Regions from separate parts of the Canis lupus genome. Here region 2 is linked to region 1. A link is a contact called in public Hi-C data. All regions are on one chromosome and are shown on one strand. The core of a region is the stretch at or near the end of the contact, and the rest is flanking DNA. Distances in the headings are between cores, read along the strand shown. Region 1 has its middle 110 kb from the start of ST8SIA4. Region 2 has its middle 50 kb from the start of FAM174A.

Region 1 (5,978 bases), core at 899-3,398:
AAGCATGGAATGAGGAAGTTAGGTCAACTCATGAGACATATTTTCTCTTCACATTCATACCTTTTGTTTTTTTAGACGTAGTGGCCTGGGTAGTGTAGACTTTTCCCTACCACAACTCTACCCTATGGCTTAAATTATTTTTTTAAAAAAATTCTGCTTGCATATAATTATATATATTTACACATATATTATATATATTACACACATATAAAGATGTATACATATTTATGCATTTATAAACAAGCATGCATATATACACATCTCTATATATACTTTTTTATACATAGACATATATTTACATGGTTCTAATATAGAATACTCATGTAGGAGAGCTGAATGAGAAAGTGTTTATTCTGAGTTACACAGTACCAGAATACAAAAGGGAATTTTGTCTCTGAATCCTATGTCAGCATTGATTTAAGGGAGAGAAGAAAGCTTTTAATAAATTTGGAATCAATTTTTAAAATTTGGTTATACTTAACAAATCACAGGTTTTCTTTGCTATAATTTATTTAAAAATAAATTCTGGAAAAAATGCTCTCTGAAAATGAAAATCTTCTTTTAGGCAAACTGGAAAACATTCTAACTGCTATTCATGTAAAATGATAGACCCGTTGGTCTCTGATCTACTGGAACAAATATGACACGTCACTTGATGTCCCTTTAGCCTTAGAATATTCAGCTAGAAATGGAAATACTAATCTTGATGTAATTCAGAGAATTGTGAACACTTTTATTAACATCATATGGATTTATATTTTCATGTATACACTGTAATAGCAAAAAAAATTGTTTTTCTGATATTCTCATGTTGAATCCAGAAACAAATAAATACTGATTTTTAGAAATATTTTGGATCCTTCAGAAAACAATCAGTGTGTATTTTGAGAAATATCTGCAGATTTTACAAATTCCTAATAAATTGATGATAACCTCCATCACTGCCTTCTTTCAAAAGAATATCCTTGTAAAAGACCCAGAAGTGCAGCCAACTTTTTATACACCCTTTAAACATTAGATAAAATTCAAAATAAATGATGTGTTTAACAGTGTAGAAATTCACTGACTGAGTTCAGAAGTGATTACGTAAATGAATGTTTATATTTGTGTGATAACAGGCATAGCTTTCCTGAGAGTCCTAGAAGGTAGTAGAGTCAATGGCTCAAATGTTCAATAAAAGCCACAACTGAAAAATAAATACATAAATCAAAAGCCACAACTGTTTCACTTGGGGAAAATATGAAGGTATGCTATTGCCTCCTAGATATTCTAAATCACCTAAGCTCCTCCTTCTAAACTTATTGGCCATGGACAGCTGGTACAGAGCAGATGGTGTCAGTCTAGGTTCCAGGCTCATGTAGGTGGTCTATATTAGACCCAAGTAGTTGAGGAACTGTGAGTCTGTCTAGGAAGTTCAGCACATCCGTGATGACCAAACAATCCATGCCTCAAGAGCAGATACTATGAAAAAAAAAAAAAAAAAAAAAAGTATGTCCAAAGCAGTGGTAGGCTTATGCTATGAGTCTGCCATTAGTGGACAACCTGCCCAGTGAGCTACATGTCTGGGCCTTATATATGCATCATTAATATATCTAATTTGGGCAGTGCATTTCAAAAATATGTTTGCCAAAAAACTTCCAAAAAACAAAAAACAAAATATGTTTGCCTAGCGTCATCAGTAATTCTGGCCTGGCCAGGTGTTATTAATGACTTTATGTTTCTTTCACACTTTATTTTGTTGTTGTAGGGCAGAGGCGGCTCAAAGAAGGCCGTTTCCTGATTGAAAGGGAGTGTGAGGATGGAGGTTAGGGTGAATGGTCTCACTGGTGTCTGTGAGGAATCTGGCTCTAGCCACGTAAGCAGTGTCCCTCAGATGTGCACAGTCCTGCTAAGAAATTGCTTAACTCTCATGGCAAAAGGAATCTGTACCAGTTCAGCCTGTCTTAGCCCCAGGACTTCTAAAGTTTGGAATGGGAAGCCAGGGCCACCTCAAGGATCAGGACAGTATCTGAGCTCCTTGTGACCAAGTTAGCAGGGTCCTCTCTTCATCATTATCTACAATTTTTTGCTGACTCTCAACTTCCTCCAACACTTTGTCTAAGTGACGTCTGGCTCTTGCGGCCCCAGCTACGTCCTTTCCTTTGGGCTATTTCGTAATAAGGCCTATCTGAGTAAACCCAGCTAACTTGTGAGCTAGTGTAACCTCAGAAGTCAGATTTCCTGTCTGTGAGTTCCAGCTTCACTCGCCCCTAATGTAACCTAAGACTCTTCATCAGTAAAACAAGATGATACACTAAAGACAACTAATGGCTAAATAAAGTTGTTCCTGTGAATTACCTGGCAGTGTGCATTGCACAAAGTAAGCTTTGAGTAAATGGAAGAAATTATGTTCTTTCTATTATCTTAAAAATAATTTAGGGCTGATTTAAAAGTTTTATTCGGGTATGGTTTTCACAGGAAAAAAAGGGGGGTTTTGTGTGTTAATTGTCTATCATTAGAAAAAAAAAAAAAAAACCCTACAAGTTTATAATGTATTATAGGAGATGGAAAGTGAGAGTGACATTTAAACTAAGTTTTTGTTTTTATTTTTGTTTTTAAACTGAGTTTTAGGTGACAAACAAGAGTATATCAAATTAAAGAGCTGGGGGTTGACATGTAGAAAGAGAATAAATAGTATGAGAAAGAGCATTTGACTCTGTTTAGGAATAACTCTGAGAGATGGACTCATGGATTTCTGAGGGAGCTAGGAGAGTTATTGGGATTAGATAATGGGGGGCTTTGCAAAGGAGCCTAAGGAGTTTGGAATTTGTCAGAAAGTTGATGGCATTACAAACAATGGAGGATACAATTGGCTTTGTCTTTGAATCACCTTCTGTGTGCGAATGGAGTAGTAGCAGCAGGGAAACCAGCACAAAGGACAAAGTATTGTAGCATCACAGACTATTACATGCCAAAGGAATTGGAAGGAAATCTCTGTATTTGAGAGGTATTCAGAGGGGAGAGCAATGGAGGGAGGAGGGCTGAGGACTGTAGTTTGCCCGCATCCGGTGCCTTGCCCAATGCATCCTGCATGTGGCTGATATTCAGCAAGTCTGAAGTTGATTAAGATTTGGGGGAAAAAAATTAATAACATCCTCTCATCTCAAGGGTGTTCTCTAATAGTTTATTTTTGCCTCAGGAGACATATCTAGAAAGAAGTTGTTACAGCCAATGTCGAAGAGGTTACTGCTGTGTTCATGTCTAGGATTATTATGGTTTCAGGTCTCACATTTAGGTCTTTAATCCATTTTGAATTTATTTTTGTGTGTGTTGTAAGAAAATGGTCCAGTTTCATCTTTTCCATGTTGCCCTCCAGTTTTCCCAACACCATTTGTTGAAGAGACTGTCTTTTTCCCATTGGATATTCTTTCCTACTTTGTCAGAGAGTAGCTGACCGCATAGTTGTGGGTCCATTTCTGGGTTCTCTGTTCTGTTCTGTTGATCTATGTGTCCATTTTTGTGCCAATACCCTACTGTTTGATCAGTAAAGCTCCGTAATATAACTTGAAGTCTGGAATTGTGATGCCTTCAACTTCACTTGCTTTTTCTTTTTCAAGGTCCCTTTGGCTATTTGAAGTCTTTTGTTGTTTCCATATGAATTTAAAGATGGCTTGTTCTAATTCTGTGAAAAATGCTGTTGGTATTTTGATAGGGATTGCATTAAATGTGTAGATTGCTTTGGGTAGTACAAGCATATTAACAATATTTGTTCTTCCAATGTCTTTCCATTTCCTTGTGTCATCTTCAGTTTATTTCTTCAGTGTTTTGTAGTTCAGAGGACAGCTCTTTCACCTCTTTGGTTAGGTTTATTCCTAGGTACCTTATTGGCTTTCGTGCAATTATAAATGGACTGACTCCTTAATTTCTCCTACTGCTGCTTCACTAGTGGCATACAGAAATGCAACAGATTTCTGTCTTGATTTAGAATCCTGTGACTTTACTGAATTCATTTATCGGTTCTAGCAGTTTTTTGGTGGAGTCTTTAGAGTTTTCTATCTAGAACAGCATGCCATTTGCAAACGGTGAAAGTTTGAGTTCTTCTTTGCTAATTTGAATGCTTTGTATTTCTTTGTGTTTTCTGATTGATAGAACTGGGACTTCAGTACTGTGTTTGTGGCAGTGCTAAGAGAAGACATTGCCATCTTTTTCCTGACCACAGAGCAAAAAATTTCAGTTTTTTTCTCCTTTGAGGGTGATATTAGTTGTGATTTTTCCCCATATGGCCTTTAATATATTGAGTTATGTTCACTCCATAACTCACTTTGTTGAGTTACTTTGTTGATGGTTTGTTTTATCATAAATGGATGTTGTACTTTGTGAAACAATTTTTCTGCTTCTATTAAAATGATCAGACGGTTCTTTTATTAATGTTTATTAATTGATTTGGAAATGTTGAACAAACATGGTAACCCAGGAAAAAATCCTACTTGATCATGGTGAATGATTCTTTTAATGTATTGTTGGATTCAGTTTCCTAGTATTTTATTGATTTTTTTTTACAACCGTGTTCATCAGGGATATTGGCCTACCGTTATCTTTTTTAGTGGTGTCATCTGGTTTTGGTATCAGGGTGATGCCAGCCTTATAGAATGCATTTGGAAGTTTTCCTTCCTTTTCATTTTTTGAGATAATTTGAGAATAATAGATTTAATTCTTCTTTAAATGTTTGGTAGAATTTGCCCGTGAAGCTATCCAGCCTGATTTGGTTTCTTTGTTGGTTATCAGTCTGTTCAAATTTTCTATTTTTTCATTGTTTCAGTTTTGGTAGTTTATGTTTATAAGAATATATCTATTTCTTCCAGATTATCCAATCTGGGGGTGTATAGTTTTCCATAATATTATTTTATTCTTTTATCTACGTGGCCATCGATTATCTCATCAGAATCACACCCTTCCCATGTGATTATATCCTTTTTGACCTGACTCAGTGCGGTAGAAAGACCTCCTTCAAGATCCCATCTATCCCTAAAGCATCACTGAACAGCGTGCTCAGAGACACTGCCTCCTGAGGGTGGGTTCTCCTTCTGAATCATCTACTCAGGATCTCTCAGCTTCTCAGGGACACTGAAGTATGCTGTGAAATGGTAGGTGACATTCTGCTGCTTATTGTGTTTCTACACAATGCTGCTCTTGATCACGTTGTCACTTCACATGAAGAGACTCAGATGGAGAATAAGTTGACTTTTGCTGTCTTCTCAAAAATGAAGAAAGAAGCTCTCTGGGAGAGTCTGATCTCGAATTTTCTAACTCGATTGAGCAATATTTCACTTGGCTGCAAAGCTACCACATGCTACACACTTCCAATTGCCTTTAGACTTGCTAAATGCATTTATAGACTGAGAACGAGCGGTAGGAAAAATGTGGCGGATGAAATAAAGTCTTTTTCACACTGCCCCTTTTATTATTGTGTTATAAAAACCCAGGCTCAAAATAGATTGAGGTAGATTTATCTTTTAATGAAAATCGCCGGGAGGTTGGAAGTCAAATATTCTTATCTTTTTCTCCTGTCTCCAGAGCAAGACTCGTTTGCAGGGCTGACCTTGCAGTACAGTCCTAGAGGGAGCTACAATGATACTGTGGACTGACTTCCTTCACAAGGGACTTTTAAAAGAGACAATGGAGCTGGCATGCCTCCTTTCAGGCTCCCTTGTCCAGGGTTGTGCATGTCAGCTTTTTTGGAGAGCAAAGGGCAGAAAAGTTCAAGAGTGATTGTAGCCAGCAGAAAGGAGCGAGTTCTGAGGACATTGTGAGGACGCTGGCCTGGCTGCTCTGGAGGCCTTGGGCAGCACTTAGAGCCTTCACTGTGCACCTGAACTGCTCGTGGGAGGCTCGGCTGGGCCAACCCACTGGGTCCTTGCCACACATCCCCACACAGGCTCGGGGGACGCCTCACAGAGCAGCTGCAGAGCCGCTGCCCCACCTGGCAATGCAGGGCCTGG
Region 2 (5,978 bases), core at 1,871-4,370, 150 kb before region 1:
AAGGGAAAAGAAACTTCTCACATTTTTATGATGAGAGTTTTACAACTTGGCCCCACCAAAATTAGGCTTCTACTTTCCCACAAAAACTGGGAGATAGGAGTACTATCTCCCCTGATGTTTACTTACACTTCCAACAGATGGCTCCCAGGTCCCTAAGAAAGACATTCTGGGTTGTGAAGCCATCAGATGTTTTTGGTTTTGTTGTTGCTGTTGTTTAAAAAAAAAAAAAAAAAATTGCATCTCAAAGAGGCAGAAAGAATTTACGATTATGTTTTCTAAAATAAATAGTCAAAAAAGATAAGTAAGCAATCCTGAGTTGGGAAGAAATCTATCATGTTAGTCAAGCTAAGGGGAATGAAATGTTAAGGCCATTTTAGTCAGCAGGTTATTCACAAATGTGTATTTTCTTAAATTTCTCTGACATTTAAGTCCCATATATTTCAACTCTTATGTATACTTCCCATCCCCCATGTGGATGGCCCATAGGATCCTCAAATTCATGATTGTCCTCACACAGACTGGGCTTTCTTCTTTCCCTTTTCTCACTAAAGGATATCAACAGTCATTCAAGTATGCAAGCCAGAAGTCACAGAATCTCTCAGCTCCCATATTCAAACAGCATGTTCACATATACATACAATCAAAGAGAGCATTTGGCAGTACAATTTAATTTTTTTCCAAGTTAAATTTACAGAGTATAAAAAAAAATTATGGGGCATATACTATATGGGCTAGGTTATTAGCATCACAGTTTTCCATTTTTGTTGTAAAATGAACAGAAACATTCTGTGAGAAAATCCTTACTCCGTTACTGGCTACTATCTCAGACAGTGTGTACACTGAATTATAGTTTTCCACCCAGGCACATATCCTAATTAGGCTCTTCAGTTTCCTTAAGAGAATGCTAATTTGAGTCTGGAGCATTACAGTGGAAGATTTTATCAGATCGATCAAAAGCTTACTAGCAAGAAGTTTTTATGAAGATTGGTAGTAGAAATCATTGGCCACCAATTCCTCAATGTTTGAATTTTATTATTGGATTTATTCAGATTGCCAGTAGCTGTAAAACTGCAGTTCATTGTTCTTCATTTTGTAGAATCTCTTTGGACTAACTGGCATTATGCCTTTGTTGAAGAGAGATGTTATAAAATATTTAACTCTGAAGGATAAGGCTATATTTAACTTGTTAACAATGAGTAAGTCACATATGACATCACATCATATCTTTTTTTTTTAACAAGGATATGAGAGATATTTCCTTCAATTCATTATCAGAAATGTTTGGGTTCTCATTGAGCAGCTAGTTTTATATTTATTTGCTTTATGTACTCTTGGCAATTTTGCAATTGTATGACTGACTCTTTGCCCATAAAACTTGAAGCTGAACCATCAGCCCTTGTTTAGCAAAGTAGCTAACGACATTGTTTTGTGTATTTGTTTATTCCTGAGTATCAACTTATTTACATGGCTACATGTGACCAAAAACCCAAGTAGGAGATTCTTTTTTTCTTTTTTTCTTTTTTTTTTTTTTTTTCTATTATCTTGAAGTCAGGAAGTTTGTGGTTGCTAGTGCTTCTTTTATAGCCCAAGGAATTCAGGGTCAAGGTCTCTAAAAATGTCTTGGTATTTCCTTCAGGGTTTCAAGATGATTTTTACAGCTGTACTGTAGGATTCATGCCTTTGATTGCAAAAGGAAAGAAGAAAGGACCAGAAGAAAAATTGTTGGTCCTGATAATGGGTGATTCTTGTTTTCTTTTATTCACATCATTACCTTCTCAAAACTTAGTAGCTTAAAATAATTTAATATCATCACACACGGTTCTGTGTAATGACTAGGCTCAATTAGCTGTTCTTACTTGGGATCTCTCATGTTTGCAGTCAAATTGTGGTTGGGTCTGGAGGCACATTATACTTAACTGAGCTGAATTTCCAAGGTGACACTCATGTGGCTGAGTTGAGGCTGGCTGAAATGCCTAGATGTGACTGTCTTCATAGCACGGCAGCTACATTCTGAGAAAGTGTCTCAAGAGTAAGTGTTAAAAATCAAGACAGTAAGGCTTTTCATGGTCTGGTCTTTGATGTTTGAGAGTATTGCTTCTAGGCACAGTTGGTTAGTCAAGAACATAAGGTGTACTCAGAACAAGGAAAGGAAATTCGAGCCTAGTTTGTCATGTGAGAAGCAGCATAGGCATGACGACAGGGAGTCGATGGTAGCCAGTTTGGGAGACTATTTAGCATAATCTGCTCTTTGGCTACTGATATTCATCTCCCTTCTATATGCAGAGTAGGTTAATATCCCCCAAGTTATGGCCTTATGGTATTGGTGTGAAGTCCAGGATTGATCATTTAAATCAGATTCAATGGGAGATAAGTGTCCCACTTTCTCAGATGCAGTTTCTCAAGCATGATTTCTCTATAATGAAACGTTTTGAACCTTAAAGGAGGCAATTTATCTGCCCAATAAGCTCAGTTATCTGTTCAATAAAGCCAGTATTACACTGGTGATACACATGTATGAAATTTGCAAAAACAAAACAAAACAAAAAACGTATTTTAAAAAGAGATGAGGTCTCACAGGAAACAGATAATACTTGCTCACCCACAGGAAGTCTGAAGTCAGCCTGAGCACACTTCCTTGTGTGGAGCCAAGTCCTGCTCCCTGAGGAGTGAGGCTTTGTGCCAGTTGGTCGGCCCTCTAGGTTTTTGGAGCTGCACTCTAAAACTTCCCCTCTTTTCCTTTAGAATTGGCCTGTGTTTGCTGCCGAGGAGCTCTCAGCCTGCTTTCTGCCTTTAAAGCCTCCCCCCCGCCCCCAGGGGCTCTTTTTTGTTTTGAATTTACCTCTATCACTTTTAGTCCAGTTTTATTAGGGTTCAGTCCAGTAGGGGAAAAAAAAAATCCCACTTTTTTTTTTTTTTTTCCCCAGAAAGACTCCTCTCTGTGGTGGGCTAAGTCTTGATGGTGTGCGATCATGACTTTAAGATTCTTAGGAGCCCTATTTTCTGGTTAAAAAAATCTTTAAACCATTCAATTATATTTGTCTGGTTGAAGGCCTGTCATAAATGCTTCCGAGGTGTCAGGAAAGGGAGCTGCAAATGCACCACTGAAATGAACTTTACCCTCCTGTTACGTGTTACCGGAAATATTCTGAGTTCGCGTTTTGGTCTGATGCCGTTTCTTATTTTGAGAAACTTTTTGCAGGCTTCAAAGACTGGAGATGATAAACACTTCTATTTTTGAGCCGAATAGGTCCTAACTCTTGTTTGTCCTCTAAATTCTATAAAACATTGAATATTGCCTTTTTTTAGCTCATTCTTTCTTTTTCTAGATCTTATCCTCTGCATCTAACAGAAACCAATTGGCACGTTCAGCATTCTGCCTGGAAATTTCCTTAGCCTGATGTATCTGTATTTTCTGCATTACTATAGCATGCTATCACTAAACTTTGTATTACTAAAAGGTTTCCTGTGACCTAGTTTCTGAATTTCCGAATATCACTTCTGCATTCTGTCAAGTCAGTCACTACAGCCATCTCAGATTGACAGAAAGAGGAACTAAACCCCTGCCTCTTGATCTGTGAGCGAACATGCATGTGAAGCAACAGAAGGAGCTTACTGTGGTCATCTTGGGAAATCGTGTACCACATCAGGAAAATAAAATTTTCCAGAAATCCTTAGCATACTTTTCTCATTGGCCAGAATTGTTTCCTAGTTTGGTAGAGGAACAGTTACAGAAACTAGGAATTGTGGGCTTTTTCTTTTTTGTTAATAGAGGATTAAGAAAATGCAGAGAATTAACAGTCGTAGCAGTTTTAAAATCCTGTTGATCAGACGTAGCAAGGGCTTCCTGAACTAGTGGTGGAATGAGCTCAAGCCAGCCAATCTTTTACTCTCTCATCCCATTTTTGTGGTCTCTGACTCTGCCCTCTGAGATGCCACACAGATCTGAATCTTCAGGCTCGTGTACAGTCTTAAAAAATAATCGCATGTGGTTTTGCGTTGTGGGATTGTAGGAATAATTTCATACCTTTTTAGTAGAGCGATGACTTGCAGGAGTTGACAGTCCAGACTACATGTTTGGTCACCATAGTTCTGTCACGACATTAATGGGTTTACATATGTTTCATCCCTATCCTGCAGGTGTAACTATAGCTAAAGATGCTATCTAGTCAAGGTTTTTAACCTTGGATATTGTCTTTATTGACTGGCCATTACCTTCTCTCCCTGCTTTAACTTAATGGTTATTGCCGTGTTGTAATTTAAAATCATATATTTTGGGGAAGGCTAAATCCTTTATTTCATTTTTATTTTTTTATTTTTTTATTTTTTTGCTTTCATACCAGCTGCATTTACCTGTTTATCTACTAGTTTTATCTCTTACGAAGTTTGCTGCTTTGCTGTCTTGCAATGGCTTCAATTTAGGATGTGAACCATGTTTTTATTTTTTAGCCTTCCAAGGCTTCAAAGTACAGGATGCTCTGGCAATACAGATGCCAAACTCTAAGGAGAGAGTGCTGGTCTTATCAAAGTGGTATTTCCTCCTCTCTCTGCTTCCAAGCCGTGTCTGTCTGCCTTTCACCTGGGTTCACCAAGCTCTTGTAGAATTTTCGTAAAGGTAGATAGCCAGTACTAGCCAACATTCTGATCAGTCTCACTCTTTCCAACGATACAGACTTAGTCACTGTATAGTTTGTTTTCAGAGTTCAGATGACTATTTAACCAAATACTTCCCATTGTATATAAAGTGTGACCAGTTTTCTAGTGTCAAGCATCTAAAACCTGAATTTTCATCTCTATCAAGTCAGTCCCACATTTTAGTTCCTGTTACTTATAGCAACCTATTTCTAGTAACAATTACTGAACCAATTGCAGCACTTATGTGCAAGAACAATCCATTTTAAACCATTTAATGAGTAACAGTTGATAAATCCCCAGAAGAGCCAGAGAAAAACTGTTCAAAGGGAAACATCACCTAACATCTAGGACACTAGGAACTAGATGACAAACAGATAGCTGGCCCAGAAAAACATACTTCTGTGATTCTACATGCTGTGATGGCTACATGCTTGAGGGCCCTGCTCAAAGGCTAAGTGGGTTCCAGTGTATTGCCACATTTCTGTTTGATATCGCAAACCAGTCTGGGGACTGCAGTTTTTAGCTTTATAGTCAGTTGTACAGAAAGGCAAACTAAAAACTATGTAATAATGGGTATTGAATAAGCAAATACATAAAATCTGTCACATTTGGTTTTTATTTGTATTTTTCCTTTCCTGTTGAGAGCAACATCAAAATGGCAAATATAACATAAATAGGTTCAGCACTCAGACTTAAGTGGCATCTACACTCCACTAGCTGTGGTCATAGATATTACTTAATTTTTACAAACCTCAGTATGCCTATTCTGAAAAACTGAGATGATATAAGCTCAATGAGATGACTATCTAGGATAGTGCAAATAGTTGTTAGCATAGTGTCTGAATGAAAACATTTCTCACTAAGTAGTAGCTATTGCTATTATATATTGGTTCCACTTTGAAGCAATCTTCTACCTTAGTTTTTTTCTCAATTTGGAATTTTTACAATATTTATTTTCAAAAGGTACTTTAGGGTTTTGAAGTCTACTCTTAGAATGAGATATGGCTTAAATAAATACAAGTAATTCGGAGTATTAAAATATTGAAAAGGTTGCATGAGAATTCAAAACTTTGAAAGCATCTTAGGATTTTTCAGGGAGAGTTATAAAGATCTGTAAAAAGCTTATCATACCTCATATTTCTCTTTGAATTATGGATAATGTTATTAAGTCTTAATATTTAGTTACTAATCACAAAATATTTTAAGCACATATTATGTGCTAGTCACTCTGCCTAAAGGTGAAAAGACTGACAAGATCTTTACTGCATAGTTTATATTCCAGTAAGGGAGACAAACAGTAAACCATTCACAAACAGGTAAAATAATTACTGATTGTGGTAAGTACT

Evidence for each region. A called contact is a pair of places that touch in the nucleus more often than the background predicts.
Region 2: a Hi-C map of blood shows a contact between it and region 1, with 1.7 times the contacts expected there. The contact joins two enhancer-like sites. A contact is called at or near these places in 2 of 9 Hi-C or Micro-C datasets (both in blood).

Annotation. Positions count from the first base shown.
Region 1 is chr3:9,819,406-9,825,383 of UU_Cfam_GSD_1.0, reverse strand. No RefSeq gene overlaps it. Among named protein-coding and RNA genes, the nearest start is that of ST8SIA4, 110 kb to the right of the region's middle. Within about 2 kb of position 2,148, at least 2 of the 20 cell types and tissues checked have an H3K27ac peak or open chromatin away from gene starts, as enhancers often do. A contact at or near this core is called in blood, where this site is marked.
Region 2 is chr3:9,969,918-9,975,895 of UU_Cfam_GSD_1.0, reverse strand. No RefSeq gene overlaps it. Among named protein-coding and RNA genes, the nearest start is that of FAM174A, 50 kb to the left of the region's middle. Within about 2 kb of position 3,120, at least 7 of the 20 cell types and tissues checked have an H3K27ac peak or open chromatin away from gene starts, as enhancers often do. A contact at or near this core is called in blood, where this site is marked.